2 separate regions of the Siniperca chuatsi genome follow, and region 1 is linked to region 2. The links are chromatin contacts, called in public Hi-C maps. All regions are on one chromosome and are shown on one strand. Each heading gives the region's core, a stretch centred on a gene start, on an enhancer-like site or on the middle of the called end of the contact. The rest is flanking DNA. Distances are from core to core; before and after follow the strand shown.

The links. Hi-C and Micro-C count contacts between places; a contact is called where the count stands out from the background.
Region 1: a Hi-C map of liver shows a contact between it and region 2, with 2.5 times the contacts expected there. The contact joins the enhancer-like site here to the promoter of LOC122870669 in region 2. A contact is called at or near these places in 2 of 3 Hi-C or Micro-C datasets (liver and skeletal muscle).

The regions. Positions count from the first base shown.
Region 1 is chrLG22:3,488,406-3,493,305 of ASM2008510v1, forward strand. All of the region lies in intron 1 of ank2b (ankyrin-2b), which reads left to right. Among protein-coding and RNA genes, the nearest start is that of ank2b, 60 kb to the left of the region's middle. Within about 2 kb of position 2,311, the one cell type or tissue checked has an H3K27ac peak away from gene starts, as active enhancers do. A contact at or near this core is called in liver, where this site is marked.
Region 2 is chrLG22:3,417,983-3,423,554 of ASM2008510v1, forward strand. LOC122870669 reads left to right here and starts at 2,032. Exons shown (of 4, transcript XM_044185032.1): 1 at 2,032-2,627; 2 at 3,508-3,587; 3 at 4,594-4,662; 4 at 4,743-5,034. The coding sequence starts at 2,184. The coding sequence ends at 5,034.

The sequences.
Region 1 (4,900 bases), core at 1,061-3,560, 71 kb after region 2:
GTGGAATTGTCCAATATGGACTCAACTCCTTGGAGATACCAAGTTGGGAGATACCCAACAAGTCCTCCAAATGAAACGTCAAAATGCACTACTTGTAACTGCCCTTCAGAACGACACATAGAAGTGGTTTCTGATCTGACACCCCTATCAACAGGCCTTCCAAAACTGTTACAAACTGTTGAAAAATAAATGTGTTTTATGATGTGACAATGCAATGGTTAATATTTGGTTAGAGTTAGCCACAAAAACAAGTTGGTTAGGTTTGGTCATGGTTTGGTTTAACATAACTACATTGGTAAGGTCAGGGAACGTCATTGCCATGGTTACAATAATAACCATGTGGTTAAGGTTAGGGAATGACTGGGGTCATGATAAAAACAAACCAGCGTTGACCCCATCCACCCTGACCTCCTCCATACGCAGATGATTTCACTCTATAACGTCACCTGACTTCCTCAATCCATGTACCTTCATGTCAATTGATTTCCTATTCTCAATGAAAATGAAAAACGGGGCTTTTAAAAAAAATGGTTTTGTCTCTTGATTTGAAAAACATGGATATCAAAGCATTTTCTGACAATAGAATTCATAGAAAAGGGCTTGAAGTATTGTTTTTTCATTCGCAAGTTAAATTTTTCTTGATAAGGAATGCCCTAGCTAGGGTTAATATTAACCCTAACCCTGCAACATTATTGACAACAGCTACAACATTGCCAGTTCAGTTATATGTAGGCTGTGTCCAGTCTATAAATAAGCACAGAATGGCCTGCACAGAATAAGTGCAAGACAACAGTTGTCTGCCTACAATATGAGATATAATATATCTCCTGACTATTTTATCAAACTAAATAGCCTATTCACGCCCATGAAATTTCTCAAACTCTAAACTTTTCCAACTTCAATATGAATTGGCTGCAAAATGATTGCACATCCTCTGTTAATATATCACATCCACTAATCTGTCAACAGTAGCCTAATCCTGGGGCCAAATGAATAATCAAAGCTCCCTTTGCTACCATCATAATGACTACGGCCACTAGAGGGCTTTGACACTTGAACGTAAACAGATGTTGTTTTGGGGTACTTGATAAAACGACTGATGCTGTCGTTCTTGAAACGACAGTGTCCTTATGGTGTCTTTCACACAGGAATAAACTCGACCATTAAACTCAATGACCATTTCCGCAGCATCTAATATCTATTTGTTTCTACGTTAAATAGGTAGTGTACACTCCACTTGGTAGGCTGCAGTAGTACGCCTCGTGTACAGGCTGTGATCCGCATTTTAACCTAGAAGAAGAACGTGTTTATCTAGCTTCCAATTTGGGGGCTGCAGTGGGGGGAAAGGAAAACATCAAGAACACGACGCTGCGAGCAAGCAATGCAGGCTCAGCCACGGTAATGCAAATTCAATAAGAAGTTCCAAAGATTCGTACGAGGCGCGATGTGAACTTTGTCGCAAAACATTCAAACTTCGAACAATGGTTAGCACGGATTCTCACATGAAATGTCAAAAGCACAAGCGCTATGCTAGCACTCGAAAAAGGACTATGTCCATCGAGTCGTACACTGCTACTGGTAGTTTGGCTGTATGTACTAGAGATGATTTGTCAACTGCGAATATGTTAGCTAATGTGCACTGCATATTTCAGTTATTCAAATTCAATAAAACTCAGTAACAGTGTCGATTTCTTTTGCTGCGGTAATGGTATTATGTTTTCCTTTTAGAGGTATTAAAAACGTCATTAAATTATTTGTACTTTAAAAATGTGCAGATACCCTGCTACAAGTGTATTGACATTTTAAAAGTTTGCTCTAGTTGATTTAGTATTGCACTTGAATAAAGTTGGGAGACTTTTGAGAGCCTGATTAAAATAAAGGTCAATACTGATGCAGAATTGCAGAATTTGTAATGCAGGCTTTCTGTTAAAAATGTGTAGCAGACGAGTCTAAGCTAGTGTAGGGTAACCCAGATGACATCATCAGGGGTTATCTTCTCAGACTTGACAAAGCTCCTCCAGAGCCACAGAAGACATTATACAACTGTTTTCACAGACTGAGTAATACTAATCATAACTGAATCTGACATTTATATTCAGTCGAGTGGCCCTTTACTAGGAACTACAGCTCTTATGTTTCTGCTTGGCTTCCTGTACAACAAAGTCAAAGGTGATTTTACAGTGACTCTCTCTGTGTGAACACAGCCCATGCCAGTCACATGCTGCCGCTCCAAACACAGATCTGATTTCTGCTGCACACTTTTATTTATGGCAAACTGTGTTATTTTTGACAGGGGCAGTAAACATCTCTCCTGCTCTGTGTGTCTTTGACAGAACACTTGACACAGTGTGTCATGTGAGCTGCTGCCAGGAATAACACTGTACAGTCACAACAGGCGTGAGTGCTGTGGAGAAGGTCAGGGGAGGGAGAGGACATAACACACGAAAAATGTTCAGTCATCTCACTGAACACAGTATGAACACTGCCTCCTAGTGGATCAACCTCAGACTGGGAGTCATGTTTACTGGTCACAGAACAGCCATTTTATATTTAATGGAAGCTTAATTGCCAAGTAATTCTACTTAATGGTTAACGCTCTTTCAACGGCTTTACTCACATGCAAAGTAACTGTGGTTATGTAATGTTAGTGAGCATCCTCAAGAGGGAGCCATTCACCAACTGAAATTAGTGAGAAGTTGAAGAGACTTGGATCAGTAAAATATGGTGGGAATTAGAAATGCACAGATTTTTAATGTTATATTAAAATAGATTATATTCATGAGAAAGCCCCAACATATTCTTCTAATTTCATCATTTAACTTTTCTGGTGGAGGTTGATGGTTTTTGTCCATCTCTCAAGCATCTGTTGTGAGGCAAGACTGAGAAAATAAAAGCAGACAACACCTAAAATACACATAATTAAGAGCAGGAACAAATACCAAAACTAGCTAAAACTAGCTAACTTTTTGTAGTGCTTGCATACCTGTTAGTTTGTTACTTTGTTACTTTTTTTCTCCAATGTTTTCTGTTGCTGTTTATGTGTCTGCACAGTCCGGTATCTCCAAAGGGCTTAATAGCTCTTTTGAATTGTCTTTAAATTGGTCATAAACTGGTTTATATGCTATATATACACACCATGCAACACCGACATTTTATATTGTATACATGAAAACCTGAAATACATTTCATGAAGTTATCTGTACTTTCAGACCACATACCTAATAAACGTAATCTGTGCCTTTTTTTTCTGATTCCGATTTGAATGCTGCTAAACTATGATTGGTGCATGGAAGTGACATTGCCTTTTTCTAATTTAGCCCCTCCCACATCAAAAGAAGTGAGAAAAAAGCAAATGCAGAAATATCTTAAGGGATTTTGGCAGAAAATAGCAAGGAACAAGATAAATCTAAAAAAGAGAAAAGAGAAATCTATTTACATTTTCATAAGAACTGGGTCTCCAGTGAATGACTGCATTTTTATTGCAGTGAAACAAGAATTCAATAGTAGCATTAAAACAGATTTTTGGAACCATATTCATATATGCACTGCTACACAGCTGCTCCGTCATATTTATTCTGACCATGTATGTACATTTTTAATGAAATCACGAAGGTCTCAGCTGACAGAACGTCTGCGGCCCCGCCTGTCTTTGTCGTCTCCTCATCATCCTCCGGCCCCCTCCTCTCCATTGGTATTTTCTTCTCCTGCGTTCCCCTTTGCCCTGTTGCCCTGACAACAGACAACTAGACAAGGGTTTCCTTGGAGACGGGACAGATGAGGGTTCCCCGCCCCTCTGGTCTGACAGCACAGTTGCAGCACCACCTGTGAATGTATGAGAAATACAAATCTGAAGCGATTTCTTTTTTCTTTTCAACATTAAGACAAATTGCTCTGAGTCTGTTCGCATTGTCCAAGCTGAAAGTCCTGGAAAATTGCAGTGCAGCTATGGCTCAAGGACCAAATAGATTCTTTGGCTTTCTGAGCATGGATCATGTTCATGAGCACACTAACACATGGCTGTATGGCAGATTGTGGATTTGGATTTGAGGAAATGGAGGGTGGAGGAGCAGTAAGGATTAAGAAAATCATCTCCTGCTGTATTCTTTCTCTTACCAAGTGTGTCACATGAAGGGTCACAAGCTGTTAGTCCAACCTCTGAATCTTAGAAGAGAAACTTTTCAAATTGACCATCTGAAATTTGTTTAGAGGAATAAGAAGGATCTAACAAGGAAATAGTATGTCTAATTATATTAAAACATAAAGTTACCAAATGTTTCACTGCCATCAACACTGACCCTGTGGCAGACAGCGATGCATACCGCTAAAGAGATGAAGTGAAGCCGGAACCTCAGGGTTCTGGTCCACAAATCCTTGTTAGAAAATCCACATATTCAACAGTACATGTTTGAAGTGTTTCCACAGACAAACCCAACTTCAGTTGAACAATGTCGGCCTACGGTTTGACACTGGGAAACCAGGAAACTGTAATGCTCCCATACAGAAGGAGGATCCTCCAGCTCTGGTCTCTCTTTTGTGTTTGCTGTTTGGAGGCAGCGACACTACATGAGCTAACGTGGCTAACGGGGCTAAGCCGACTAGCATGCTACAGCCGACAGCAGCTGGTGAGTTGCCAAAACTGTCTGGGTAAAACTCGTGCTCCAGAATTTCAGTTTCCTGCGTGCGAGTAGTCGACATAAATAGACGATTCTGACAGTAATAGTTTGGGTCACAGAGCGTACCGAACAGAGGAAGTCGCATACCGAACCGAACGTCCTGTACTGAATGGGACGAATACACGTACGGTTCCACTCCTACTGTGCACGTCATTTTCCAGCCCAGTATGGTCTGCTTCTCTTTTCCTTGGAAAATATCTGAGTAAGCTCATTTTCTTAAAAACGAT
Region 2 (5,572 bases), core at 782-3,281:
ATCACTACAGTACGTTAACAGATCAGAGGGAGATAGCTGAGCAGGCTGGGATAGCTCAGCCCCTCAGATCACACCACCACCACAATTATTCACTTTCCCTGCAGACATGCACAGAAGAGTCACATGAAGCAAATATGAAGTGAAATTATTTGAAACCCCGCACTGGACTCAAGAAGAGGTTTGGGCTGAGAAACACATGCTTAAGTTTGTTTTGGTAGCAGGAATGTCCTGACATTCTCAGAGGTTACAGGTGACTGTTCAGCAGTGGACATTGTGCCACAGGGAACATTATGTTTGATTATGCAGAGATAAACATGTCACTGATTCCTGCCTGTTATACCCCGGGCACTGCTGGAGTCTCCAAGCACTTCGGTCTTCATATATCCATGGCATACGTGCATATATGTGCCATTTGGGCACATATATGCGCGTGTTATGGACAGACAGGCAGGAGACACCGATATGGAGATGGATGGCTCTTTATTAGGTTATAGTATGGGAAGACAGGTGTGCAGGTATGGAGATGGGGAAGACTCATTGGCATGGAGATCGCTGGAGAAGGAGATCGCTAGAGAAGGGAATATGCACTGTTGCATGGGGAGTCCTTGCACTCCCGAGGGCCGAAAACCCCCACTGACGTGATGGTCGCCCTCCACCACGGGGAGCAGGTTGATCCGGGCAGACGGCTGGGGGTTGGGCATCTGCGGAGCTGGGAACTTCGGGTGGACAACCCGGAGCCTGGACAGGTGTGGAGCTGAGAGCCATGGACGGATGACCCGAAGCCTGGTTATGGGTGGAGCTGGGAGCCTCGGACTTACGACCCTGAGCCTGAACAGGTGTGGAGCTGGGAGCCATGGACGGATGACCCGAAGCCTGGACAGGTGTGGAGCTGGGAGCCTCAGTAGGACGACCCAGAGCCTGGACCTGGGTGTTGCGGAGGCCCTTGAGCGGACAACCCGGGAGCTGAACCAGCTGAGGACCTCAGGTGGACGACCCGGAGACTGGCCTGGCACAAAGCTGAGGACCTTGGGTGGACGACTTGAGGGCTGGCCTTGTGTGGATCTCACCGTATGAGGTCCGTGACAAAGATCAACGTCCTCTGGAGGCCGGAGGCGAAGGCAGGAACCCTCGGGAGGCCAGCAGCGAAGGCGGGGATCCTATCTAGACTAGAGGCGAAGGCGGGGATCCTCTGGAGACTAGAGGCAAAGGCGGGGATCCTCTGGAGGCCGGCAGTGAAGGCGGGAACCCTGTGGAGGCCGGAGGCGAAGGCGGGGATGCTCTGGAGACCGGAGGTGAAGGCAAAGACGAGGATCCTCTGGAGGCCGGCGGCAAAGGCGGAGATCCTCTGGAGGCCGTCGAATCAGATCAGGAGCCGGCGGCGGGACAGCCGGACCAGGAGCCGGCGACAGGGTAGCAGGACAGGCAGCCGGCGATGGGGCAGCAAGACAGGGAGCTGACAGCGGGGCAGCAGAACAGGCAGCCGGCGACGGGGCTGCTGGACAGGAAGCCGCCGATGGGGCTGCTGGACAGGAAGCCGGCGACGGGGCTGCAGGACAGGAAGCCAGCGAAGGGACAGCAGGACAGGAAGATTGGTAGAGGAGCGGGCTGGATCAGTGGTGTCAAGGAATCTGGAGATTGCTGCGATCCAGCAGGGAGTCCAGGGAGCTGCTGGGATACAGCCGAGAAAGGAGGCAACTGTGATCGAACTGGCAGGGAATCTGGGGACAAGGAGCTGCTGCGAACCAGCAGAGAGTCCGGGTGCGAGGAGCTGCTGCGGTCCGGCAGAGAGTCTGGGAGCGAGGAGCTGCTGCCATCCAGCAAGGGGTGCTGTCTGCTGCGATGCAGTAAGGGGTGCTGTCTGCTCCCATCCGGGAGGGAGTTCTGTCTGCTGCAATCAGGCAGGGAGTGATGGCTGCTGCGATCCAACAGGGAGTGATGGGCGGCGCTGGGACTGGAGACGGCAGTGGAGCTGGCGAGTCGCTGGGCGGTGGAGCAGGTGAGCAGAGTGGAGGCGGAGCTGGCGAGCCGCTGGGCGGTGGTACAGGCAAGCAGCTAGGCGGCGATACAGGCGAGCACCCGGAGCGGTGGTGCAGGCAAGCAGCTAGGCAGCTGGGCAGTGGTGCAGGAGAGTAGCTGGTTAGTCGGCTGATGATTGGCAGTCCGGCGTGCAATCTGGTGGCTGCATGGACCACCTCGAACCAGTGCCCCAGTATGGATTTGGCACTATGGTCTGCGTGTCTAGCGTCGATGGATGGAGCCACAGTATGCCATTGTCATCCACCACCGAATCAAAGAAGGGCGCCGGTCTGGCCCTTGGCATGGTGAAGTGGGAGTTGACAGAGAGACTAAGGGAGTGCTGGTCTAGTCCTTCGGTATTGGTCCGACCTTCTGTTACGGACAGACAGGCAGGAGACACTGATATGGAGATGGATGGCTCTTTATTAGGTTATATTATGGGAAGACAGGTGTGCAGGTATGGAGATGGGGAAGACTCGCTGGCATGGAGATCGTTGGAGAAGGAGATTTGGGGAGAAGGAGATTGCTGGAGAAGGGGATCGCTGGAGAAGGGGATCTGCATTGTTGCATGGGGCGTCCTTGCACCAAACGAGGTCGGACAACTTGCTGAGGTGAGTGCAGGGCTTTTTATGCTGGCTGTGATTAGGAGCTGATGGGGAGCAGGAGTGTGATAGGGAGCAGATGTGGATGATTAGCAGACGGTGGAGACAGACGTATCCATGACAGCACGTATGACCCATACACTACAGTCTATAATGTGAACCAACCCCAGATCCAATCTGTGATTTTGCTTACCAGATTAAGTTAAGATATTTTCACGTACTTTATGGTTTTTGTTTAGTTGCTGTTATACAACCTGTCAATCAATTTTGCGGTAATATCAGATTCCAGTGCTGTGCTCTGAATTTTGGTGGTAGGGTTTTGCTTACATTTGGATTATTAATTGTGCCTTTCATGGCTGGATTAACCTGCTAGCGGGCCCTGGGGCAAAAATGAGCAGCTGGGCCCCTATTAAACCCCAGTTTCTCCCACCCTCTGTGTAATGTGTAAAGTTTATCTGTTACAATGTTAGATTTTGAGTGTAGTAAGTTGATTAAACACATTAATTTAGGTAGCCTGATAATCAGCCTGAACTGCCATTTTGTTTCGACATTACAGGGGTGCTCACTTTCGGTATCAACTAAAGCTACCTAATCTGGCTAAACTGTCAGCTTGTTTCCAACCTGTATCATGGCCTGACCGCTCATGTTTTTTGCTCTAGAGCCTATGTTTAAAGGTTTGCAATGAGTAGTACGTTAACCAGTTAAAAGGAAACATGAAGAGATTTTTCTTCAGAGAATTTTATTTATAGTTATATTTTGTGGTTCTGGCTGATACTGGGGCAGGATCATCAAAGAGAAAAAGAACTGAAGAATTGACCGACCAAGGCTGACTTGTGTTTTCACCTGTGCTCTATCACTGTCCCTTTCAGCATTTCTTTTTGTTCTTCAGTCACTGAACAGATTGAGAGAATTGTGGGATTTGAAAGGATTCAAAACAGATCCTGAATTGGCCCTCTTCCTTCTAGACAGGTATGTAATATGTTGTTTTATTTGGCTGTGTACAGTCCATGGAGGTATTGATCACAGTGGACATCACTGTAAACAGCTGTGTTTAAAAAAGAAAAATAGTGTTAAAAATAAGTTGCATCTTTCTTTCACTCATTTCCAAAACAAATGGAAACGCTAGCCAGATCAAGATCTTTAAGACACGAGGTGGTGGAAACACTACCGCTTTTGTCCGCAGGGCCGCCAGAATCAACACAAAATGAAAGTTCATTGTAATTGCTTTAAATGTCCACTGAAGAGACAAAAATGGTGTCAGATGAAAATATCAAATCTGTGGGGGGCAATAAGGCGATTGTATCCTTCCTCAAACTGATACATGCAACAATCATAATTGCCATATTTCCATCATGTTTTCTACATTTTTCCCACCTTTTGAGGTTTGACTGGCACTCTTTTAACAAAGTCAACTTGTTGCGCCCTCTTCTACAATGGTATATGGCACCTGGCTGGAGCATTAGCACCACCTACTACTCATCTCTGTGAACCAACTCCTAATATTCATATAACAAAAGTGGATGCAAATGTTATTATAACCAATTGAGCCAATGGTCATTGCTACACAAATAAAACCCAACCCAACTTAAAACAATGAAGAACAGAAAAATGATTCATTCCTTCAACATTCTTAGCCTTGCAAAGTGAGAAAAGTCTCAGTGATCATACTGTTGATCAAGCTGTATTTCCAGTATTCATTTATTACATATTGGGCCAGTACACTGTAAATCATTTTAAGCTGGTTCAACTTAAAAATGCAAGTTCTGTGCTGCTTTAACAATGTAAGTTGTTGACCTTCAGTTGAATAATTACTTTAAAGGCTGCTGAAAATGTAAAATCAGCTGGGTTAAGTTAAACAAACTTGAGAAAATAAGTTCTATAACCTTAAGTTATTAGTGATGTCACATGATTAAATGTCTATAGGCCCGTCGCCCTGACGTCTGTAGTCCTTTGACTTGTGTTGACCCACATGAAGGACATCACAGGACCCATGCAGGACCCCCTGCAGTTTGCCTACCGGGCAAACAGGTCAATGGATGATGCAGTCAACATGGGACTGCAATACATCCTGCAAAAACTCGACTCTCCAGGGACATACGCAAGGATCCTGTTTGTGGACTTCAGCTCGGCGTTCACCACAATCATCCCAGACTTCCTTCACAGTAAACTCACCCAGCTCACTGTCCCAGCCCCCACCTGTCAGTGGATCAAAAACTTGACCTACCTGACAGACCAGAGGCTGCTGGTGAGGCTGGGGAACATCGCATCCAGCATCCGGACAATCAGCACTGGTGCCCCCCAGGGATGTGTGCCCTCCCCACTGCTCTTCTCCCTCTACACCAATGACTGCACCTCAGGAGACCCGTCTGTCAAACTCCCGAAGTTTGCAGACGACACAACTGTCAGGAGCTGCTGATCCAGTTCTACTCTGCAATAATCCAGTCTGGTGTCTGCACATCCATCACTGTCTGGTTTGGACTGGCCACCAAACAGGACAGGAACAGACTGCAACGGACAGTCAGGACTGCAGAAGAGATCCTCTGTGCCGACCTGCCCCCCATTCAGGACTTATACACATCCAGAGTCAGGAAACATCATTGCAGATCCATCACACCTTGGTCACAACCTGTTCCACCTTCTCCCCTCTTGAGGCGCTACAGAGCACTGTACGCCAAAACAACCAGACACCAGAACAGTTTCTACCCAATCTGATGAACAGTTAACATCAGTCACAGAGTGCCAAAAACAACCCCTGTGACACAAACATCCACTGTACCTGTACATTTATCTCATTGTTTTATGTAAATATTATCACTTTTTAAATCTACACACGCTGTACATACTGTCATATCCACCACCTCATGTATATAAAGCAACCTGTTACATTAATCATATTTATTTTAGCACCATTTGCACTCTGCACCATTGCACTAATTGTCTTACTGTTTACAAAT